Linked DNA regions of Sorghum bicolor: region 2 is linked to region 1. The links are chromatin contacts, called in public HiCAR-type maps. All regions are on one chromosome and are shown on one strand. Each heading gives the region's core, a stretch centred on a gene start, on an enhancer-like site or on the middle of the called end of the contact. The rest is flanking DNA. Distances are from core to core; before and after follow the strand shown.

Region 1 (7,031 bases), core at 1,315-3,814:
TATTTGAAACGGATCAAACTACAGCTCTCTCTCTCTCTCTCTCTCTCTCTCTCTCTCTCTATATATATATATATATATATATATATATATATATATATATATATATATATATATATATATATATATATATATATATATAAAATCTAGCAGCTATAGCCTGCTATAGCTTTATTTAACTCCGCTGTTTAGCTGTTTGAGAAGCCATCTATTAAATACTTTAGCCGGCCGAGATTTAGAACATTATTGATTGGGAGTTCTACTAACCAGTGGAGACATGCATGAACATCTTGAGATTGGCGCACTGCTGAGCGAAGTGGCAGAGGTGCTTCACCCCCATCACGTTCACGTCCAACGAGACATCATATCTACACAAGTTATTAAAAAAATCAGTTTTAAAAGGGGCTAAGGATGACATTATTCAGTACCGTGTGCGGCCATATATTGCCCCCGTGCAAGAACCAGCGGTGCTCCAGTAGTCCGGTAGTTGCAGTCAGTTTCAGTGGTTGCATTCAGTTTGGGGTTTTATCCCAGTTGGTTGCAGAAGATCATTGTTGCCTTGCCTAGGGACATCATCTACCGTAAAGCTTTTGCTGTCCTTTCTAAAAACAATAAGAGACTAGCGGTTGTCTTCTCCAACAGCTAAGAACATAGATTTTGCTAGCTATAGCGGTAGCTAATCAAGCCATTTACTGGTTTTACAAAAAAAAAACAGAAACTATAATATAACATTTCAACGGTTCATTCCAGATAATCAATTCACATAAAAAATTAATTTATGTTAACGTTGCATGCAGTTATTAATTTATTATTTGACCTAGCTAGCTACTGTGAAGACACACTAATAAGAACCTTTCGTAGAAGTTGGTAGTTGCCGCAATGTTGACAATGATGTCTATGTCCTTGGCCAGAGCCTCCAGCGTAGGAGCATCCAGTCCCAGGTTGTCGTAGATGATGTCCCCAGGCAAGGCAACTATCTTCTCCTGCATGAACTGCTGGAACCCGTCTTCCCCGTGCTTCTCTCTCAGCTTGCCGAACAGCTCGGTGCCAATCACCTGCATGCATATGCACGCACCGCGGATTTATTGTCAGTCACTACTCTACATCACTTGGCTTGTTTACATCTGTACCTAAACTGAAGTACTCCAATGCTCAAATGTAGCTTTACTCAGAAATAACACATGATGTGATTGATGAATTATCTAATCCTCTCTCTCGTCGATGATAAATCTGTCGTCTACCAGAGATTATATTACAGATATGCTACTTTCTCAAGGCCTTGTTTAGTTCCTAAAATTTATTAAGATTTTCCATCACATCGAATCTTTGGATATATACATAAAACATTAAATATATAGATAAAAAAAACTCTTGATCAGAACGGGCCACTAGATCAGAACGGTTTACCACCATTTGCTTGGCATGCCCTTTTGCGCAAGCAGTCATCTAGATTCAAATTTTCTCTTGGGAGCACTTTGAAGGGGTTGACCCACCGACGGTACGGTATATGCAAACTTTAATTTGACGCCCTAACAGATAACAGATTGGTGGTAGAACACCCAACAACGACTGGTACTGCCGGCCCAAAGAAAGCAGGCCTAGCTATCTACACCATGTGGATCTTCAAAGGCACTCATGCCATATATGTTGCTTGGAAGGATCAAAGAAAATCTAGACCTACATAAAAGAGCTCGCCGGCCGTTGGATCCTCCTTTTGGCGGAGTTTTATTTTTGTGAGTTGTGTGTTTTTTCTCTCCCATTAATTCTGCGTGTTGCTCACCGACATTTATTTGGTCGTTGCCATTTGTGTATAATATATATAAACATATAAAACCTCTCTTCTTAATTATATTGAAATTAAAGGCAGAGTTCGTTGAAAAGAAAATGACGCCGGCAATGCTAGCTAATCTATTTCCAATCCTGTAAGTGATGGCTGTGTGTCAGAATTGTAACAACACGTACTCCCTTCCGCTTCAGCCTGACCGGCCGGCCGGAGTGAGAGGACTGCGCGGACAGGCGCCTGTAAAGCAATAATATAGAGAAGTGCAAGCATGCATGGTGAAGTAAATGACCTCTTGTTGGACGCGTTGCTTTGCAGATGACGCGTCCTTCCCTCGTACAAGAAGGTAGATCTTGTTGGCATCAGGCTGCACCCGGAGTATCTTCTCCACAAGAACTGCATCCATGCATATATGTACAAGCGCCCACACTTACGATCTATGCATATTATGTAAATGAAAACACAAGATAAACTGAACAACACAAACCAAGCTACACACTATCCTAGCTATACTAGTTTATTTGCAGGAGAGAACATATATACGTACTCTTCCCAAGAAAGCCTGTTGAGCCGGTGATGAGGATGCTCTTGCCCTTGAAATACGCTATGATCCTCGCCCCGTCCATGCTATCGTACTCGTACATCATCGCCAATCACGTACGCTTGATTCTTTGCGTCAGGCCGGAGCTAGCAGAGAGGACAAGCAGGGTTGTTATGGTGCTGCAGGTGGTCGGTGCGTCCAAGCTATCAAGCAGCTGTAGCAGGCAGTGAGAGACTTGGAGAGACCCAAGAAGGAGGTCAGATACGCGCATCTATTTATACACACACAGCCACTCAATCATACATAGACAAAAATCTCACTATCATGTTATATCTCATCCAAACGCCTAACATTTTAGAGGAATTTTAATTCACAAATTTTACAGAATATCGAAATCCAATAAAATTGTTGGAATTAGTTTTATCCCTAGATCCAAACAGGCACCTATATATATAATTAAGTAGAGGTCAGATTTTGTTACCCAATCTAGCTACCCAGTAAATTCTCTTTGGGTTTTGGGTCAACCAACCCACTCCGTCCATCGATCCTTGGGTTATCCTTTCGTCCACCAAAGAACACGTACACCAACCCTACCATCAGAGAGCCCTCTTGCCCTGACTGCAAGATTGGGATCATCCCGTGTCATGGATTCCTGCTGGCTGCTGCAGCTAGGGACGCGCCAACGTAGATCGAGGATGATCGGTGAGTCGGTGACTAATTAAAACTTAGCACGATGGTTGACACACAACCGTACGTCGTGCAAACCAACCAACTGTTTTCTCGAATACGCAAAAAGTTCGCGTATCAGTAAAGTTTTTTACAAAAGCGTCGTAGCGCTGGCGGCGGAGGTTTAACAGGTGTAGCTATGAACTTGGCCTCCCCGCTTTTGAACATGCTTGTTGGGTACCATAAAAAGAATACTCAAATCAGAGCAATAAATAACGCAAAGGACAAAACAAATTAACTACAATCGCCAGGGCACGGCCCCCAGCTCATCTGACTCATGGGCCTCAGATCCAAACCACGACTCGCCCGACCCCCTGGGCCTCGGACGCAAGTTCCGCCTCGCCCGACCCCTCAAGGCCTCAGACGCAAGTTTCGTCTCGCCCGACCCAGGGGCTCGGACGCAGACACCGCCTCGCCCGACCCCACCAGGACTCGGGCGCCAAACGCCGCTCCACCGGACCAGGGCGAGGCTTCCGACGCACGGCGCCCGTACCTACGACGCGACAGGCGTAGTGACTCCCATGTCGCAGCAGGGCATGGTGGCGACTATTCCAACCACCCTGGTCACTATAGCCTTACCTCTTTTACTATACAACCTTACCCCTTTCACTATGGAGTACCGCCTCACAGTGAAAAAAGAATGGGGGAGATTAACCAGCATCACTATTGGCTGTCTTCTCCCACTGTAACAGGACAAGCTGCAGTACCACCGATCCGACCCCCACGACTTCAACAGGCCTCGACGACCCTCCACAAGAGTAACCATACTGTCAACCATACCTCAAGGACGGCATGGGCAAGCTTCAATAGGGCTGGGGCTGTAGTTTCACCACTCAACAGAGGAAAATCACCCATCATACATGTAAAATCCTGCGCCCCCTTGAGACTATAAAAGGAGAGCCAGGGCTCACAACCAAAAAAAGTCCACCAGGATCACACACACGACACACGATCACCACACTCACTCACAGAGTAGCAACCAGTGCTCTGTCCACCACAAAGCCGAGACTTGGGACTTAGCCCTCTCTCGCAACCTGCTTGTACCCCCCTACTACAAGCACCTTCGGGTGCAAGGTTATACATACTCCCGATCTCACTGGACGTAGGGCATTCTTGGCCCGAACTAGTATAAATTCTCTGTGTTCCACTTGCATCACCATCCAGGCTTAGGTAGTCACGCATATTTATACTCGTTTGTGTCTAGACCACGAGTCTAGACGCCGACAGTTGGCGCGCCAGGTAGGGGCCTTTTGCGTGACATTCACCTTTTCCTACTGGGGGAAGGCCTGGATGGCAGACGGATTTCACCCACTTCGGCGCGGCACCATCATGATGTTTGGGAGTTTAGAGTTCATGTCCCTCAGCTCCGGCTATGACATGGTCCTCCTTCCACCGCGTGATGGTACCGAGCCGCGTCCTGAGCCGATCCCACCACAGCTAGTGCGTGGGAGGCGCTCGGGGCACCATGCGGGGGCTGCCCGGCGGGGGCGTCAGAGGTCCAGCATCTCTAACCCTACCACTGAGGCGAGGGTCCGTCCGGCCCTCCCCCAGAAAATTCCTCACCAGATCGCCCGTTCCTCTGGCCCGACAGGCGCTAGAGGAAGGGCTCGCGGGGCATTAAGCTCCGCTCCCTGGACCAACAGGGGATCATCACGACCTCCTGTTCTGCCCCGGTCGAAGGGGAAGGCACGGCCCACGCCCGCTCCCCAGAAGGGGGACAAAGGGGCCTCACCGTCTCGTCCCCCTCCACATACAAATGGAGGAGAGACAGCGGCACCTCCTGAGCTCCCTTTTGGGCTCAGGAACGCAGCCGCCACTTACGCCTCTTCCGTAAGCACTTCGTTAAGTGCGTACCCAGATCTTCTAGGGCACCATCTCAGGTCTACCCTGGATCTCCTTGCTTCGCCACCCATTTCGTCATACCCAGAGGACCCTACCTCAAGCGATGACGAGTGGGCGGGCGCTGACTTTTCCGAGTGTGGCGACCCGGAGACTTTCATGCGCTTCCTGGAGGCCAACAACTATTGCCTCGGTTACTCTGACTCCGACGACAGCTACGACCCGTCACGAGAGTGTTTTAACCTTGAAATCGAAGGGACGCCGCATAACGCTCAGGGAGGTGCAGGACCCTCTAGGCAGGAGAATGCAACCCCACCTCCCAACCCTAGTCCCAGGACCGATCCTGGAGCCCGTGGGGTAGCATCAGCCCCCGTAGGAGGACACCGCCTTGACCTCGAGCAGCTCAATGAGCTGGAGGCCAGGCTCGAAGAAGAACGCGCGCGCCTCCGCCAAATCCGCGAAACCCTGGTCCGAGACACATCCGGCCGCGGGAACGGGGGTGAAGCTAGACGCCGAGCCCGAGACATCAACCGCCGTATCGTCGAAGACGCAGGGGGTGACGCTCCAGTTTTCAGCACGGCCAGCCAGAACATGATGGCTGCCGCACTCCTCCTCAGGGCGATGCCCGAGCCGTCGACTCCTGAGGGAAGAAGAGTTCGCCAGGGGCTACGTGGCCTCCTGGAGCAAGCCGTGGTGCAGAACGCAGAAAGTTCTGCATCACAGTCCCACGGCACAAGACGTCAAGAGGACCGACCCCCTCCTAACAAGGCACCGACAGTGCAGGGTCCGCCGCCTCCTAACCCGCAAGGGGGCAACAGGGCCCCATCTATCCACGAGCGCGTTGGGGCTGACGCGGACGTCCGGGCCACCCTCGAGGCCAGACGACGTGATAGGGACGAGGCCGAGTCTCGATGCTATCGGCCGCGCCGAGGCGGGAGGTTCGACCCTGACCACGATCGCAGCACGTCGCCAGAGCCCTCGGGTCCCTGCGTCTTCAGCGAGGCCATACGCAGGGCTAAGTTCCCGGCGCGATTCCGACAGCCCGCCAACCTCACCAAGTACTCAGGGGAGACAAACCCTGAGCTCTGGCTGGCGGATTACCGCCTAGCATGTCAACTAGGCGGAGCGGACGATGACCTGCTCATCATCCGCAACCTCCCACTGCATCTGGCCGATACGGCCAGAGCATGGCTCGAGCACCTTCCTGACCGCATGATCCACGACTGGGCCGACCTGGTCAGGATCTTCGTTGGGAACTTCCAGGGCACATATGTGCGCCTTGGGAACTCTTGGGACATTAGGAGTTGTCGGTAGAAGCCCGATGAGTCCCTCCGAGACATAATCAGGCGATTCTCCAAGCAATGCACCGAGCTCCCCAACATCAGACTCCGACGTCATCGGAGCCTTCATCTCTGGTACCACCTGCAAGGAGCTGGTACACGAGCTCGGTCGCAAGACCCCCACGAGCACCAGCTAGCTGCTCGACATCGCCACCAACTTTGCCTCGGGTGAAGAGGCGGTTGGCGCCATTTTCTCCGACGGCGCAGCCATGGGGAAACAGAAGGCCGAGGCCGCCGAGGCCTCGGGCTCACGCGACCCCAAAAAGAAAAAGAAGGGTCGCAAGGGGAAGCAGGGCCGGCCAGACGACAACTTAGTCGCCGCGGCAGATCGCAAGAACCCCAAGCGGGCTCCTGCTGGCCCCGGTCTCTTCGACGAGATGTTGAAGAAGCCGTGCCCCTATCATAGGGGACCAACCAAGCACACCCTTGAGGAGTGCACTGTCCTGCGTCGGTATTATACCGACATCATCACCAAGGAGGGCGCTGAAGAGCCCCCCCAAGGACGACGACTCTCAAGGGGAAGGCTTCCCCAAGATCAAGAACTGCCTCTTGATCTTCAGGGGGCGTGCGGCTTGCCTCACAGCAAGTCAGAGGAAACGCGAACTCCGAGAAGTTTGCGCAGTCAGCATAGTCGCGCCCTCGTACCTCAAGTGGTTCGAGAGCGCGATCACTTTCGACCGACAGGATCACCCGGATCGGATCCCCAATCCCGGGAGCTATCCTTTGATCGTCGACCCCATCATCGCTGAGACTCGTCTCACCAAGGTACTGATGGACGGAGGCAGCGGCCTCAACATCCTTTACGCCG
Region 2 (7,031 bases), core at 3,246-5,745, 43 kb after region 1:
CAACCTAAGGTGTATAGCCTAAGGACTAATGAAAAGCTTCGTTGGCTACGGTCTAATCCAACTCAGTAGAGGGATTAAGATGGGAGATTAACCCAACCCATACGAATTGGGTTGTATTAGATGTAACCAAACAAGCCTAAGGCCTTGTTTGGATATAGTCGAATTCACATCAATCCATATGTATTGGGTGGGTTGAAGTGGAACTTGAACTAAATTCCACTCAATCCACTCCGACACATGTGGATTGAGGTAAATCCGACAACATCCAAACAAGACCTAAGGCTGCGGTGGTCCAACTCAAAAAATGAGGGCACGGATTTGGCCCACGGCTCCCAAACCCAAAGAGGAGTAGATGTAACGCAACATCGAACAACAGGCTTGCTATAGCCTACGCAAGCGGCCAAGGCAGCTGGCAACGTACCAGACAGAGATCGAGAGGCACAATGCAGTGCCAATGCCATTCAGTGCAATGCAGACGCAATGTTGCCAAGTGATGGATCGGTGATTCATTGGCATCCACAGGACTGTTACAACTGCCCAAGTTTTATTGCCGAAGACACTGCAAATGCAAACGCCCAGGACTCTCTGCCACTGATAAATCTCTGGTTGCCCTGCCCCTCCCCCTCACCTGCCGCCGCGCAACCAGCCTGAAATCAGTGAAATGAAACGCTACAATAATACAACTATATAAGGTACGTTTGGATCCATCCAAACTTTAATAACCTGGTAGAACAGGTTCATTCAGGCCTTGTTTAGTTTCCACCCAACTTTTCACTCCATCCTAATGTTTAGACACATACATGGAGCACTAAATATAAATAAAAAATAACTAATTGCACAGTTTGCATGTGTTTTGCAAGATGAATCTTCTAAACCTAATTAGTCCATGATTGTTATAATTACAAATTTGCTACAATACCCAAAAACTTTTCTTTTCACGAATTAAATAAGGCCTTAGCTTTTGAGATTGAGATTGTGGAAGCTGACTTCTGGAGTTGGTGGATGTTTGGAGACCATCCCAACTTCTACAAGCTAGATTGTAGAATTTGATAAGATCCAAACAGGACTATGACCAACAGCAGGCTCACTTTCTTTTACTTTTTTTCTTTTTTCTTTTTTTGATAAAGGAAGCGTTTATTAAAACCTCGAAGTAGTACATCGAGATGATACAAAGGTTTAGAGGCTCACTTTCATATAGCACATCACGGCAGACTCTTAGTATTAACCAGAGCATTCTTTGCTTCTCCACCCCACATAGACTTGGGATAATGACTATTACAGTGACACAAAAGTGTCAACAGCTAATCTTGCTGCTAAGCTATTACAGACTTACTAGAAGGTACAATGCTAGAAGCCAAAGGAGCTAATTGAGCATGTTTCCATTAATGCCGCCACTCTGAAAGGTGTACTGTATGCATCATCCCAAGATGCAGCTCCATCAATTCCTCCTCTCTGGATTACTTCTTGGGGGAAAAGCCCTGGATCTGACGCTCCAGCTGCATCAGAAGAACATGTAAAGATCATGGCCAGGAAAGGAGTAATGAAGTGCATAGCACGTTAGGGGAAAACAAATCAAGGGGAAGCAAAACAACCATTGATAGGGCAGGCTATCTCCAAGTCTCAATGCTAGCTGTTGCTGCCCTCCCCTGACGCCCTGACGTCGCCACCAACCTGAAAAATCTGCATCGATAAAACCATTGTCCAACGACAGGCTCACTTTCACATAGACATAGCACATCACACAGCACGCACATGTTACCAAACGCAGCAACCTATTATAATTAAACAATAGCCATAGCATTTTAGTTTGTTTCACCACCAGGTTCCATGAGCAGATTCCTAAGAGAAATTATTGGGAGCGACAACAATGATACTACTACGGTGGTGTTAACACTACTACTGCTGCTAAGCTATTACAGGCTTCCCACAAGCCAATTGAGGAGCTCATTCAGAATGTCTTGAGATTTGAAAGGTGCATGCATAATCCTGACATGAAGCTCAGCGCTGCCATTTGGTTTAGTTGTTGGGAGGGAAGCCGTTGACCTGACACTCCAGCTGCATCAGAGAACACATATATCAGTCCTTCTATACATGGATAAGAAGAGGAAAATCATCATCACAATATAAAGATATAATGGCCAAAGAAAGGAGTAACAAAGGACTAAACATTCTGTCAGACATTTTTCCCACTAGGATTTCTATACATGGATACAGAATCTTGATATAAGAACATGCAGATATGAAAAATTATCTATCCGACATGTTTTCCCACTAGGATTTCTTGGAGTCCTAACTTCTGTTAGGATAACTAAAGATGTAGTTCTCCAAATCATGTGCTAAAAGAAACTAATTGCACTCACTCCATTAACATAATTTGATTCAGAATAGAAGATTTTTCTCTGAAAAAGGCTAGTCTAGTTCAATGGACAGAAAATAGTATTTTCAGAAGAATTGAATCACAAAAGGTAATACCTGAAGCATGGTCTGAAACTTGCCACGCAGCTCATAGAAGTTAATCCTCACCATCTCCAGTGTCTTCAGGCACCTGGCAAGGATATAGTTCAGTGATTTGTGCAGACAATATAATATTCATTGGCAACTCATGAATAGAACACACAACTCATAACTATGCAAAAAAAAAAAAAAAAGATCATAGAAACCAAATTTTTCACTGTAATAACATTAGAAGCTCCGAAATATCAATAAGACAATGACAAAAAACAGCAGTACATGAACATATAAAAAACTAGGTACTAACCCATCTTTGCTCCTCTGCTGACAGAACTCGCGGAACTGAACACAAGTGTTCTTAACCTTCAGTGCACCAACGCTGAAATGCACAAATATACAAATCAAGGAGCCACACAAATAATTCAATAAAAGAAGAAAAAGAAAATACCAAAGCTTAGATATCATCAGACTGCATACTAATCAAATACATATTAAACACTTTGATCATCCATATCTGAGTTAACAAGCCAGCCAAGTACAAGCCTTGTAAAATTTGAGAACCTAGCAAGCACCACATTAAATACTGAAACTTTTGAATTCTACAAACAGAGATGAATCCATAACATTTTCATTTGAGACCCTTGATAAGTCTTGACTATTCTATCCCCTATTTGTTTTCATGACACAATTATTCAAAATGCAATAGCATAGGTGTTTCATATCCACAAATCCTAAACAAATCTGCATCCATGATAAGGAAAAACTATATAATGCATAAAAACGATTCATTTATAATTCAGACAACATAACATGAAAACCAAATCATTTTGAGGTAGGCAAGACATGCATCCCCCATTTCCCCTACAGACAAGCAACTACTGCTGTGTCTTGGCTGTGAATTCCATATCTAGTACAACATGAAACTAAAGCACTAAAAGTGGGGAGGGTTCACTAGTGCCACTTGAGTTATTTGGTTAGTGTGGTGGGGAGCATGTTTTTCACATTTTATGTCACAATAACGAGAAAATAGATGAAAAACCCTCCCAAAACGGATCTGAAAAACAACTCAAAATATATGGCAATCCCTTCCCAAAAATGGATTTGAAACACAACTTAAAACAGGGGAATTTGAAGTTTTCCTTTTCAAGTTGTGTCACTGATGCACACATATGACAACATGTGTCAGATCCACATCGCAGAACACAACAATTCGAACCAATGGCAACAGTTCCCAAATAGAATGTGAAAAACTGATATTTAACTGGTCCGTTCCAATCAGCATACAGAATTAATTGTGCAAGCCAGATCATTCATTGCACGAATCTAAATCCCCCTCCTCATTTTAATGGCATTGCATACCCCATTCCCACGCTGAAGTGGAAACACAACAAGTACATTCCTACTAGCATTACACATGCAATTCAAGAACAGGGTATGGACAAGGTAATCACCTAGCGCTGCTGCCTTTGAGCTGATGCACAAAGGCGTCGACCCTGTCAAAATCCACGACGGGCTTGTCCCTGCACAGGCACAGAAACAACAAATTGCAGGAATCAGATTCAATCCATCCCCCCACAACGCAACGATTCGATCACAGAAAACAGAACAACGAGTGGGAACCACACATACAGCAGCTTGGCCAGCTCTCCGATGATCCGCTCTCCGTCCTGGCAGAAGAGCGTGACGACCTCGGCGACGAAGTTAGGAGCGCTGGGGTCCTGCAGCATCTGGAGCTGCTGGAACTGGTCGTCAAGCAAACCCTAGCACCAAAACAGAGCGCAATCCCGTCAGCCACAACCCGAATTCCACACGAGTGGCGCCGAAATACGAGAATCCAGCGGTCGTGCAGCGGAGGGAGACCCTTACCGTGGCGAACATGTTGTGGATGAGCGCGGCGAGCTGGTTGGCGGCAGACATGGCGGCAGCTGTTGCTTCGAGCACCGAACAGGGGCAGGGGAGGAGGAGCTCCGAGCTCGTCGTCGGGAATCCGGGAGCGGGGACTTGGAATGGGACTAGAGCGAGTGAGGGGTGATTGTGATGGGAGCGGGCGGGGCCCTATTTATAGGCGATTTAGGGGGGAATGCGATTCCCGGCACAGCGCGCTCAGGGAGGTTGAGCTGGAACCACTGCACTGGCTGCTTCTCCCCTCTCTTAATTTTTACAGGTAGTTTTTTCTGGATGGTATTAATTTCTACTACAATTTGTTACTACGAACAAAACACTCTTAATTCTCACCTACTACCTTCTACCTATTTGTTAGGTGGCAACTTTCAATATAGCCGTTGCACAAAGAAAAGGTAATTATTATTCAAGAAAAAAAATATTTATCTTTAATTTAAAAATTGTCTATTTTTTTCTATTGCTAACATGTTTATTGTTACTAATATTAGATTTTCAAGATAAGTACTGTCCATTGTCAAGATAAAAATTATTAGAGGTAGTTAGCTTGTCAAAAATTATTATATGAATAAAGTCTCTCTAACTAGTTCTGTAAGTTACCAATATAATGTACAATTGGGCGATAAATGTTAAGTGTTGAACAAACACAAATATATAGAGAGAGAGGAGAGTACACAAGTAAAGATCTTCTTTATGAATAATAAACATTATGTATAAAATAGACTAATATAAGTTTAAGACCAAGAACTATTACATTTAGCTTTAAGTTTAACTATGGTAAGTTATTTATATATTGTAGATTATTGCAAATCTTCTTATTTGATTTATGGCGTAACACCGTTATGTTCCGACAGCATCCTAGGATAATGTACGTTGCATCTTTTATCGTTACTGATATACAACAAACTATGAATAATTGAAATTCGGTAACGCATAGCATGGTGAATATTCCACATAAAGTGTATAATGACGTTGAGTGGATATTGCATTCCCGCTCGTTACTAATATATGGCAAACTATGAATTATTAAAATGTGGTAACAAATGGTGTGGCTGAGGGTCACATATGTTAAGGAACTAAAAAGGGATAACACAATCAATTATATATGCATTTTGAAAAACTCTAGCGATGGTTTCCAGTGGTTATTAGCACCACACCAATAAGATACCAACAATTTAGCTCAAGAAAAGATATTAGAATACTATTGAGTTAATTATCAGAATGGTGTAAACATTATTGAGTCATGCTACCATTATTATCTATGACTATGCGTGACATTCCCTACATAATTGGAGCTTAAGGATACAAGAATGAATTTCCTATATATAATGCGAGTATAATAGCAAACACTATAGTCAGTTATGGATTTCTAAAATAACCAAACTTTAGTTAAAGAAAATATAATATAACCATATAGTTGATAAACAAATATATTAGATTTATGGCACATTGCAACTCATTAGAGTTCAAATGTTGCCAATACAAACACAAGACAAATTATGACATGAGAGTTAAATTTTCTAACCAAATGGGGCACATTTAGTTTTTGTTAATATTTAGTCATTCTTTGGATAAATAATTCATGGAAACACAATACCTTTATAGAAGCCCCAATTTTTTGTTTCTCCTCCCCCTTGCTCCATTAAAGAACTTTGAAATTACTTCTTTTTCATAGTGACTAGTAGATGGTATTAACTTTATATTTGCAATTTGGGAATTAGTGATAATTTATAGGATGCCCTTTCATAAAAAAAATATTGCATATATTTGATGCTTTTGCTTTCTAGATTTTTTTCCTAGCTTAATTAATTTTGATAGTTGATGGCATAAGCATAAAAAATAAGGGATTCATCAATAGCTAAGCATCCACTACATTTATGCCATTAATGTGGTCAATGTGAGCTCGAACTTAGCTAGCATTAATCAAAGCTTGTGCCAGAGCCACTATGTTCCTTGGATTTTTCTACCTATAAAAAATATTAAATTAGTTGCCAGATGAAATTAAGTTCTACTACATTAATGCTACAAACAAGAAAGCTTTTTAATTTCTACTACATTTGACTTCTACCAACAAAAAAAATTAATGGTCACCTTCCATCTACTTCTTTGGTTGGTACCAATTTTCAATATAGCTGTTGCATAAAGAAATGGTGATTCTTCTAGCAAAAAAATGATTATCTTTAATTTACAAATTATCTATTTTTCTCTCTCTAATGTGTACTTGTATAGTTGTATTGTCTATTGCCAAGATAAAACTTTAGAGCCAATAGTTGGATATATATATATATATATATATATATATATATATATATATATATATATATGTGTGTGTGTGTGTGTGTGTGTGTGTGTGTGTGTGTGTGTGTGTGTGTGTGTGTGTGGACTACACAAGTAAAGATATTCTTTATTAAGAATAAATTTCTAGAGCCTCTATGTTCCTTGGATTCTTCCACCTCTCATAAATTTTAAATTGGTTGCCAAATCAAATTAAGTTCTACAACATTATTACAACAAACAAGAGAGCTTTGATTTCTACTACATTTGACTTCTACCAACAAAAAAAATCTTAATGGTCGCCAACCATCTACTTCTTGGTTGGTACCAATTTTCAATTTAGCCGTTGCATAAAGAAATGGTGATTCTTCTAGCAAAAAAAATGTTTATCTTTAATTTCAAAATTA

What was found. HiCAR-type assays count read pairs that join an accessible place to other places.
Region 2: a HiCAR-type map of leaf shows a contact between it and region 1, with 6 times the contacts expected there. The contact joins the promoter of LOC8057993 here to the promoter of LOC8057991 in region 1. A contact is called at or near these places in 2 of 4 Hi-C or Micro-C datasets (leaf and leaf mesophyll) and 1 of 1 datasets of contacts at active chromatin or transcription factors (leaf).

Annotation. Positions count from the first base shown.
Region 1 is chr7:60,598,778-60,605,808 of Sorghum_bicolor_NCBIv3, forward strand. It overlaps LOC8057991 (fatty acyl-CoA reductase 1), which reads right to left and starts at 2,565. Exons shown (of 7, transcript XM_002445647.2): 1 at 2,325-2,565; 2 at 2,070-2,173; 3 at 850-1,052; 4 at 265-365. The coding sequence starts at 2,424.
Region 2 is chr7:60,639,740-60,646,770 of Sorghum_bicolor_NCBIv3, forward strand. It overlaps LOC8057993 (histidine-containing phosphotransfer protein 1), which reads right to left and starts at 4,496. Exons shown (of 6, transcript XM_002445649.2): 1 at 4,318-4,496; 2 at 4,081-4,211; 3 at 3,903-3,971; 4 at 2,759-2,830; 5 at 2,473-2,545; 6 at 1,756-2,055. The coding sequence starts at 4,368. The coding sequence ends at 2,017.